Linked DNA regions of Mus musculus: region 2 is linked to region 1. The links are chromatin contacts, called in public Hi-C maps. All regions are on one chromosome and are shown on one strand. The core of a region is the stretch at or near the end of the contact, and the rest is flanking DNA. Distances in the headings are between cores, read along the strand shown.

Region 1 (5,454 bases), core at 1,780-4,279:
CACACACACACACATATGGGGTTTGGAAGGGATGGGGGGAGAGAGTGAGTGAGAGAGAGAGAGAGTGCGCGAGCGTAGTTCCAAGAGAATATCTCTAAAACACTCCACAGGTTTCTTGGGAGACATTTATTGTGTGCCACTCCTAATAACTGACTCCTAGCCAGAGGATGGGTCTAGAAACCACTCCCACAGACACAGGAATTAGCCACTGAAGAGAGGCAAAAAGGCTCTTGTACTGTGAATTCATCTGTCTGGCATGGTCAATGTCAAGGTCACATACAGAACTAAGCATGATGAAACTTACCTGTACTATGGGGAGGCAGAGGCAAGAGGCAAGTTCAAGGGTATCCCAGCTACAAATGAAGACTTTGGGTCCACAGAACAACATAGCAGAAGCTATACAAACCTTTACGAATTGACTCAGAAAGAACATACATGTGACCTAAAGCTTCCATTCGAGGGTTTTAGAGTGCTTGGACCTCAATGTTCTCAGCATCTACAGAAGGACCAGACATGACAGTGTGCACTGCATCCCAGTCCTTCCGAAGCAGAGGAATGAGGATGCCCAAAGGTCTAAGTCCTCATCTGCACAATGAGTTCCAAGTCGGGAGTCACAGTGAGAGTCATCTATTTCTGTCTGCCTTTTTGTGACTGGGTCTTACTGTGTAACCCTGGTTGGCTTATTACAAGCTATGTGAACCAGGTTGGCCTTGAACTCACAAAGATCTGCTTGCCTTTGCCTCCCAAGTGCTGAGATTAAAGGAATGTGTCACTCTGAGACCTTGCCAGAAAGAAGGCTCTGCAGTTAAGTGGATGCTCTTCCACAGGCCAGGCTTAGATCCCCAGCACCTACACCACAGGACTACCTACAACTCCAGGGGATCCAGCACCGCCTTCTGGCCTCTGTAGGCATTTCATGCTCATGTTGTACAATACATGGCCACAAAATACCCATACATATAAAAATATCTTGTAAAAGTGCCTTTAACTCCTGAGCCATCTCTCGAGCCACCTATCATACATTATATTTATATTATATATTACATATTTTGAGATAGGATCTCTTGACGAACCCACTGGAGCTTGCCACGTTGACTAGACTGACTGTTCAGAGTTCCCAATGCTGAGGTTACAGGCTTGCACTGTCTAATAACAGTCTGTTAACTCCACTCCCCGAGGACCCGACAACCTCTTCTGAATGGGAAGGGCACTGCACACATGTGGTGCACAGACATATATGTACATAAAAACACCCAGGGGCTGGAGAGATGGCTCAGTGGTTAAGAGCACTGACTGCTCTTCCAAAGGTCCTGAGTTCAAATCCCAGCAACCACATGGTGGCTCACAACCATCTGTAATGAGATCTGACACCCTCTTCTGGAGTGTCTGAAGGCAGCTACGGTGAACTTACATATAATAAATAAATAAATCTTTAGAACAAAACAAAACACCCATACACATTAAATAGAGGAAAGAAAACACTAACAAAAAAACCAAGTATTAACTCAGAAACTAGAACAAACAGACTGGGGTTGAGTCTCTTTTTGGGAATTGGTCCCCACAGGATCTGCAGGGAATCAGCATCAGGACACCTTCTGCCAGCTCATACAAGAAGGCCAGTATCATGTTCTCAATTCCATCGTGTCACACGGGCACACCCTTTCCACCACAGGGCAATGTCTATACACATAAGACTTTAAGTCTGCATTTCCTGAGCTGTTCCTACTAAAGTTCAGCCAGGTGACTTGTGTGAGTCCCCAAGTGACAACTAACCCTTGAGATGCTGCCCAATTCCTCTAATGTTTGTTTGACAGATTGCACTCCCAATCTTGCCTTGCCTTTAATGCCTTTATGATGTGTGGATTGCTATATACACATCACTAGACCTCAAATTGGTGAGCTTTTTCTCTGACATACACAGATTTCAATTCAAGAAGTCCAGACTCAGCAAAGACCATTAATAATCCCTATCAGCAGGGCCCCCGTCTCTACTCCACGCTAGGGAAGTTACACAATTACAGAACAGAAATTGGGAAAGCTAGTACAGGACAAACCACAGTCACCTACCTAATCCTGACACATCACCTGCTTGGACGTATTATGTACACAGACATTGCCCTGTGATCTAAAGGATGTATCCACGTGGCAGACATTAGCCCACGATCCCAGAACATTAAATATTATCTTAACTGCACCGCTTATCTCCAGGTATCTGAAAGTTCAGGTCTCACTACCAAAATGCCAAAGGTCTGTGTTCTAAACGCTTGCTAAGCCAGTATTTCTGATATTCTGCTGTCCAACAGGCGAGTCTAATTTATAAACGGAAAACCTGTATTTTAAACAGTTTGCTGGTTGACTTATTGAAATTTTAGAGCTGGTTCCTAGGGGTCGGGGTGTAAGTAATACAAGTTTTTAAGAGTTGGACTTCTAAGCTCCAGCCAGACCGTTAAGCGCACAAGCTAGCGGCCACAAGGGGAGGCAGGCAAGTAGACAAATGAGGAGGAAGGAAAAATGTGATGGATTTTCCTCATTGGTAGGTAGAAGAGTTTGGGGTGCAGGCCTCAACTATTTCCGAGACCAACACCTTCTAGGGTACAGCCTGATCCAAGACTCGCCTACTCTCGAATGTCCGTAGAGTGCTCGCAAACTGCCCAGCATCGACTGGCGATCGCCGTCAGCCCACCTCCTCCTCCTCCTCCTGCGCATCCATGCTTCTCTAAGGGCTCGGCCCATTCCTCCCTCCTCCGCCTTGAATCTCCATTCCTCACCGCCTAGCGCACCGGGTCCCCATTCATCCCTCCTCCGCCCCGCACCTCGCTGTCCATCCCCAAGCGGCTCATGGGGCCTTCACGACAGCTCCCTGGACAGCAGTGCGGGTCACTTACCCGGACGCGGCAGGCCCGTGGCCCTCACACCGCAGCGCAGCCACTTCAGCGATTCAGCCCCGCGCGGGGACGTGGACCGCAGCGAAACCCAGTTAGCTCAGCTCACTGGTGCGCGCTGGACCCCACCCGGACTGCCCCGGAAAGACGTCACGAAAGCGGGACCAATAGGCTGTCGCTGGCACGCGCGGCCGCGTGCGGTGGGCGTGGTTTGTTTAGGCCACGCCTGCTTCAGGAGCTGCCTTCCAACTTGGTCCCGCCTTGGCCACGCAGAGCTATTTGGAGCCGATCTAACGGAAGTGAGCGATCCAGGGACTTGTAGGCTATGTCTGTGTCTAGGGCTTTTCCCAGAAGCCGGGGAGAAGAGGGGTCAGATCAGGTGAGCGCAGATGTACTCGGACGATGGCTGGTCTGGACAGGGCAGCTCTAGAAGGCCTCATGAGGTACTTTATGAGGCTCTTCTGACCCGGTTCCTGATCTTTCTTCCCATCGGCTATTCAACTCCTTAAGGCGGTCCAGCCTTGTCCTTGCTCGCAGGCATGGCTTGGCTACTGAGGTTTGCTTTGCACACACTGCACCTGCCAGCTTCTGGCTAAGCATTTCACCTGAAAGGCAATACACTGATTTAATCCTGCAAGAAGATCTCGCTTTTGTTTTCAAGTCCAGAAACAGTCTCACAAAGGGCTTTGGAATTTTACACGTGGCATGACACGTGGGACGAAATGGAAAGCCTGTGAGACTTGCTTTTAATTTTAAAAGATTAGGGTTGGAGAGATGGCTCAGCAGTTAAGAGCACTGATGCTCTTGCAGATGACCCCGCTTGATTCCCAGCATCCACACGGTGGCTCACGACCATCTGAAAGAGCAGTTCCAGGAGATTCCATGCCTTAAGGCCTCCAGTGCACGTACATACATAATATGTATTGGAGTAGGCAAAATTCCCATACATAATGTTTGTATTTTATTTTTGAGTCAGGGTCTCTCTTTGTATCCCTTCTGTACTGGAACTCTGCATAGATCCAATTGTCCTTGAACTCACAGAGATCACTTGCCTCATGACTTCCTGTGCTAGGATTAAAGTCATGGGCCACTGCATCCAGCATACATAATTTTTAAAGAAAGAATTTAACGTAAAGTAGGTTTTGCAAGTCAGTAGGTGAATTCTGCTACTGAATGCCAATTTGTGTAAAACCCTTTTTAGGTCTCCTACCATGCCCATCCAAAGCGATCATCGTTGCCAGTTTTGTTTTGAGACAAGGTTTCACAGTCCAGCCCTGGCTGGTTTGGGGTTTCACAGTCCAGCCCTGGCTGGTTTGGGGTTTCACAGTCCAGCCCTGGCTGGTTTGGGGCTTGCTATGTAGATCATCCTAGCCTTGAACTCACAGAAATCTGTTTGCCTGCTGGGATTAAAAGTATGTGCCACCATGGCTGGCCTATTTCTAGTTTTATAACCTGTCTTGAGTCCTGGGATCAGAAACCAATGGACCCTGCTCTGAGCTCTATTAAGACTATATATAAGCCTTGCTGTGCTGTCATCAGCACAACCTGCTTTCCGCTGTGTGGAATTTGCCCATCAATGGCTTGCTGAAAGCAGCTGGAGGAAGGCACTGGCAGACAAGCTCCTTTTGCTTTGTGTTTATTTTAATCCCCCAAGGTGTTCCAGAAGAAGAAATACAATATCAGTGCTCAGTGAAAACACTCCTGAACCATGGAAATGGCGTGTAGTGCTGTTCACCCTTTCCTCAGATGTCAAGAGTCTCTGGTGTTCAACTCACAACTTCCTCAAATGCCAAGGTACTCATTTCTCTCCTAAGAAAAACAGATAGTAGGGTGTGGTGGTGCATGCCACTGATCCCAGCACTCAGGAGGCAGAGGCAGGAGGATCTCTGTGAGTTCCAGGCCAAGGCTACATAGTGACACCTTAAAAAACAAAATAAACCGGCATGTGGGGGTTGGGGGAGAACTGGAGAAATGGTTCAGCAGTTAAGAGCACCAGCTGCTCTACCACAGGGGCTCTCAACCATCTATAATGAGTTCTGATGCCCTCTTCTGGCATGAAGGGGTATATTCAGATAGAGTACTCATATACATAAAATAAATAAATAAATCTTTTTTTTTTTTATAAAACAAATTCCCATTAATTTCATTTTGGTTTTTTGTTTTAAAGATTTATTTATTTATTATATGTAAGTACACTGTAGCTGTCTTCAGACACTCCAGAAGAGGGCATCAGATCTTGTTACAGATGACTGTGAGCCACCATATGGTTGCTGGGATTTGAACTCTGGACCTTCGGAAGAACAGTCGGGTGCTCTTACCCACTGAGCCATATCACCACCCCCAAATAAATCTTTTTTAAAAAGAGAAACAGACAGACCCAAAGTGTTTTGAAAAATTGGAAGCAATGTGCTTGTTCACAGGTCTTCATGAACATTACTCTGAATTTCCCAGGCAAGTAATGAGGTAAAAATGGTAGAAGTAGAGCCAGCCAGGCAGTGGTGGCACACGCCTTTAATCCCAGCAGCTGGGAGGCAGGGGCAAGCAGATCTCTGAGTTCGAGGCCAGTCTGGTC
Region 2 (5,454 bases), core at 1,794-4,293, 190 kb after region 1:
CCTGTGCTCACTCCGGTTCACCCCACTCGCTCCTGTCGGCCCTGCTCACTCCAGTCAGCTCTGCTCACTCAGTCCCTGCTTGCTCTAGCCCAAAGATTTATTTATTATTATACATAAGTACACTGTAGCTAACTTCAGACTCACCGGAAGAAGGCATCAGATCTCATTACGGATTATTGTGAGCCACCATGTGGTTGCTGGGACCTTCTGGAGGTCCTCAGTTCAAATCCCTTACACGCTGAGCCATCTCGCTAACCCGAGTTTGCAGATTTTTATGAAGCTGCAAGGAGTTATGCAGAGCAGATTCCAGCTGCTATCTGTAGGCCTATGGCACTCTTCCCTCATCTCCCAGTACCTCAGGCTGATGTCCTGTTTGCCTCTTCTGTATACTGTGATAAGTGTTTTCTTTAGATGGGTGGAGACTGAACGATTGATAGCTTATTATAACTTTATCATATCACTTGTAACCTACCTAAACTGAGCAGTAGCCTGCTCATATACCTACAGCAGGCTCAAAGTCATCTATGTATAGTAGTTTCCTGGAAACCAGCCATTCTTAACTTGTTTCAGAGTTTGCCACTTCTCTGTCCACATGGACTGTGTCAGGACTCTGTACCGTCACTGAGTTCTTCTGTTAAAATGTGGCATACTTGACTCATGAGTCCTGTTCGTGTGCTGTAGTTGTGTTGAAACAGAAACAAATTCCTCTTTTTTTTTTTTTTAAAGGTTTATCTATGTATATGAGTGCTCTGTCTTCATTCACACATACCCAGGAATCAGATCCCATTACAGATGGTTGTAAGCCATGTGGTTGCTAGGACTTGAACTCAGGACTTCTGGAAGAGCAGCCAGTGCTCTTAACCTCTGAATCATCTCATTTGATTTAAAGGCAATTTTTTGGACAAAGTAGAAAATGTCTTTTAACTTAGAGGTGGATGGAATGGATTGAGGTGGTCTTAATTCCGTATAGATGGTTTTGATGATTTGATAGACTTTTAGGAGACTTTCCTCATGTGTGCTGTACTTAATGTGATAAACTGTTTCCATTAGATGATAATGTAATGTCCTGTTCTTCTAGGTATCCAAATATATCTTGTGAGTTGCTCACATCTGATGTCTCCCAGATGAATGATAGACTGGGGGAAGATGAGTCCTTGCTAATGAAATTGTATAGCTTCCTCCTAAATGAGTCCCCCTTGAACCCACTACTCGCCAGTTTCTTCAGCAAGGTGCTAAGTATTCTTATCAGCAGAAAACCAGAACAGGTAAATACTGTTTTCAAAGGTAAGTATCTGGGCTGTGCATCCCCAAGATGATGCCAGGAACTTTGCTACAGTGCTCTGAGTCTGCCTGATGGCCATTTTCTACAAAAGAGTGTGTTTTAGGTCTTTAGGAGTCTGAGAAACCCTGGTTTACTCATTAAGGAGTATTTCCCCTTTGACATACTCTTTGAAGAGCTTCAGCTGTGTTTGTTAGCAGACTTTGATTTCTTCTCTGGACACATAATCACAAGCATTTTTGTGAGAGTAGCAGGTTGAATCTGAGTACATATCTAATGACCCTTTGGATTTAACAGTTGGCTTTGTTTAGTTCCCTAATGATGATCTCAAGAGAAGCTAGAATCAGGTATTCCTGAAGATGAATTCCTCCTGACTAGTGCTTTTTACACTTTGGTAATGTATTTTAGCTTAGATACCTGGATGCCCTTGTGTCTCAGCAGTCCTAGTCTATCGCACTGGATAATACATCTCAGTATTCTTATAGATACCACCCCTTGACACCTTTTCCTTTCTAATTCAGACTTACGTGGAAATGCCGTTCCCAAGGAATGGTTCACCAAGTGTGACCTTTGGATCAGTGTCAACAGCATCTACTGAGATTTTTTTAAAAGATTGCTGTGCAGGAGTCTTGACAGTGGGGGTTTCTAGCGCATCTTTCATTTCAGTTCATGCTATTGCCTGCTGGAATTGGAGAACCATTTCTCTAGTGGATATTGTTGTGAAGGTGCAAGAGCTCACTTCCAAGAAACAGCTAGAGCAGCGGATGCTGAGTGCAAGCTGACAGATCAGTTGCAGCAAGCAGAGATGAGCATGGTCAAGCCATTCAGACCTGCTGTTTACTCTTCATGGTGGGCAGTAGTCTCCAGTTACTTGGTCTTGCTCTGTGGTCGGCACACATGATAGAACTGAAACTATTTTGGGCCCATTATGTTCTGTTCTCTGTTAAGTCAGGGACCATGTTTTATTTTAGAAAGATGGTGTTCTTTGTGTTCAGGTAAGGTTTTTATTTGAATACAAGGGCAACTTTCCCAAGTGTGTTGGTAGGAAGATCCTTTGCCTTGAATCACAATCCCTAAGTTATGGTCTCAGTAGTGTAAATGTCTCCCATTCTGCCCTCCACATAGCAATCAAAATATCATTGGCAATTGCAAGCCATCATATACCCTGGCACAGTTAGTTCAGAGATGGGTGCCTCCATCAGTAAGGCATGCTTCATTATGTTTTTATCTTTTTTTATTTTGTATTTATTTTTTGGTTTTTCGAGACAGGGTTTCTCTGTGTAGCCCTGGCTGTCCTGGAACTCAGAAATCCATCTGCCTCTGCCTCCCGAGTGCTGGGATTAAAGGTGTGCACCACCACGCCCGGCTTATGTTTTTATCTTATATCTGCTGTTAGACCCAGGCTGAGGAGCTATGATTTCTGGTGTATATAAGACAAATCATGAAAATACGTGGAAGAATTTCTGAATCTCTGTGTTATTGATACCAGAGCTCAGTCAGTTGTATTATCTGTCTGACAATGATGATGTGTGTCAGTTGAACCCTGAATGAAGAAGAGTCCTGTCTGTCACCTGGTTGCTCCTTGTCTCTCTAGCCTCAAGTCCTTGGATGATAATGAGAGTACAGCAGTGTTGCTTATGTAGCTGCTTTTGTCTTTTAATAAAAGCTTGTTTCCTGTTGCTTGGTAGTGTTGGTTAGGACTTAGGCACTGCCAGTGCTGACAAAAGTCCACATTCACATGGTGTAATCAGCCTTTAGAACAGGGTGTCCAACTGTTGGCAGTGTTGAATGGTTTAGTCTTCGACAATGAAATCGGCTTGTGGTCCATGCTGTATTGTTCATAGCACCAGCTAAGCTTTGTGCGTGTAGGCTCTAGGACCAATGTTTCTGCCATGAAATGAGGGTGTAGTTTGGTCATGTGTAGTTGGTCATGTGTGACTTTTTCCTTCTCTCTTGCTGCCTTTCAAAGACTACTGTAGAACTCAGCTGTGACTGGCATGGCTGCCACTCCTTGAAGAGGTGTGTCCATTTGACATCGTCTACACAAACAGTATAGTGACTCATTTTGAAGTTACTTGGCAGTTGTAGTTCTAGCTGTTCTTTCTGGCTGTTAACATTCTTTGTGCAGCTCAGTAGCAGTCCTGTGACTCTCATGGCATGCAGATCTTAGTTTAAATCCCAGGACAGTTTCCTTTCACTTGTAGCAGATACTAACATGTCTGAGCCTAGGATTTCTCATCTAGAACAATGAATCTTCACCTTCCAGGGCTTAGTGAAAATTTGTAGCAGAAACAAAAACCCTATCGGGCTAGAGAGATGGCTAAGTGGTTAAGAGCACTGACTGTTTTTCCAGAGGTACTGAGTTCAATTCTCAGAAACCACATGGTGGCTCACAATCATCTGTAAATGGGATCCAGTGCCCTCTTCTGGTGTGTCTGAAGACAGCTACAGTGTACTCATATACATAAATAAACAAGTAAATCTTTAAAAAAGAAACAAAAAACTCTACCACTTTGCTAAGCTCTCCTAGGACGTGTGGTGGAGTTTTAATAGATGCTGTTGGCTCACTGACACAAATAAGAAGACATAGGAAGTGGTGCAGGACAGAGCATCATTTGCATTCCAAGTTCTTTCCCACTCAGCACAGCCCCCTCTTCCCAACCTCCTGTTAGTCATACATGCAGCAGTGCAGCCTAAATCACCTTGTGACCAGGCAGGTTAGCTACTTAGAAACAGCTTTGCTTTGAATCTCCCTTCGTTTTAAAATATTCTGCATTTTAATTTTAAGTCTTATAGGATTGTTTCATAAAGTAGTATATGTATTTTTTAAATATTTGTTTCATTTTATGTATATGGGTGTTTTGCCTACATGTATGTGCACCATGTATATGTCTGGTGCCCACCAAGGCCAGAAAAGGGTGTTGACTCACCCCAAAACTGGAGTCACAGCTGGTTGTGAGCCAACATGTGGATGCTGGGAATTGAATCTGGGTCTTCTAGAAGAGCAGCCGGTGCTCTTAATTGCTAAACCATCTCCCGCCCCAAATTGTATGTTCTTTAGCTGTTTGTAGGTTTGTAGATAGCTGTTGCTAGGGAATGAACAATGAAAATAAACAGAAGGCAAAGGTTCAGTCAGCTTCATTTGTAATGGGGATGCATGTCAACTTTAAGGGTTTTGAATATTGCAGCTGTTAGCCAGATTCCCCATGTGCTTGCCGATTCGGTACCTGCTTGCTTGCTTGCTCTTAAGCTATCTAGCAGGATTTGAGAAATGTTGGTTATTCTAGATTGTATATCTGAAGTTATGTATCTTTCAGTTTGATTTGTTTTCCTCTAGATTGTGGATTTCTTGAAAAAGAAGCGTGATTTTGTGGATCTCATTATAAAGCACATAGGAACTTCTGCTATCATGGATTTATTGCTCAGGCTCTTGACATGTATTGAGCCTCCACAACCCAGGCAAGATGTTCTGAATGTGAGTAGAGATTTAAACTGCTGGGGGTGCTGTTATGTTGGCCACTGGGCTCCTGTGTGCTGGGGGAATTCTACAGAATGAGAGGGCAAGGAGATGGTTGTCCCAACACAAAGATTCAGATTTTAATTTTATTTTATTTCTTTGAGACTGTGCTCTCCTCATGACCCTGATTGTCTTGAAACTCACTGTATAGACCTGGCTGGTCGCAAACTCAGAGATAAGTCTCTATGCCTCCCAAGTGCTGGAATTAAAAGCATGTGCAACCACACCATCTGAGATTCAGACTTTATTTTTATTCTTAAAGATTTATTTATTTATTTATTTATTTAATCTGAGTGCACTGTATCTGTAGAGATGGTTGTGAGCCTTCATGTGGTTGTTGGGAATTGAATTTTTAAGACCTCTGCTTGCTCCAGTCCACCCCACTCGCTCCAGTCAACTCTGCTCACTCAGTCCCTGTTTGTTCAGGTCCAAAGATTTATTTATTATTATACATAAGTACACTGTAGCTGACTTCAGACGCACCAGAAGAGGGCGTCAGATTTCATTACAAGTGATTATGAGCCACCATGTGGTTGCTGGGATTTGAACTCAGGATCTTTGGGAAAGTAGTCAGTGCTCTAACCCGCTGAGCCATCTCTCCAGCCCCAGATTCAGACTTTATAGGACGAAGGCTCAGGATGTATAGGTCTCTAGAGCT

The links. A called contact is a pair of places that touch in the nucleus more often than the background predicts.
Region 2: a contact with region 1 is called in a Hi-C map of muscle stem cells, with 1.7 times the contacts expected there. A contact is called at or near these places in 1 of 39 promoter capture datasets (the 3T3-L1 cell line), 1 of 484 Hi-C or Micro-C datasets (muscle stem cells), 1 of 130 datasets of targeted methods (embryonic stem cells) and 2 of 9 other capture datasets (adipose tissue and pancreatic islet).

What each region holds. Positions count from the first base shown.
Region 1 is chr19:3,705,868-3,711,321 of GRCm38.p6, reverse strand. 1810055G02Rik (RIKEN cDNA 1810055G02 gene) reads right to left here and starts at 3,029. Exons shown (of 4, transcript NM_028077.3): 1 at 2,886-3,029. Gm36608 (predicted gene, 36608) reads left to right here and starts at 3,154. Exons shown (of 3, transcript NR_167751.1): 1 at 3,154-3,261; 2 at 4,537-4,676.
Region 2 is chr19:3,517,545-3,522,998 of GRCm38.p6, reverse strand. It overlaps Ppp6r3 (protein phosphatase 6, regulatory subunit 3), which reads left to right. Exons shown (of 24, transcript NM_028999.1): 4 at 1,079-1,265; 5 at 4,617-4,754. Among named protein-coding and RNA genes, the nearest start is that of Gm23940, 30 kb to the right of the region's middle.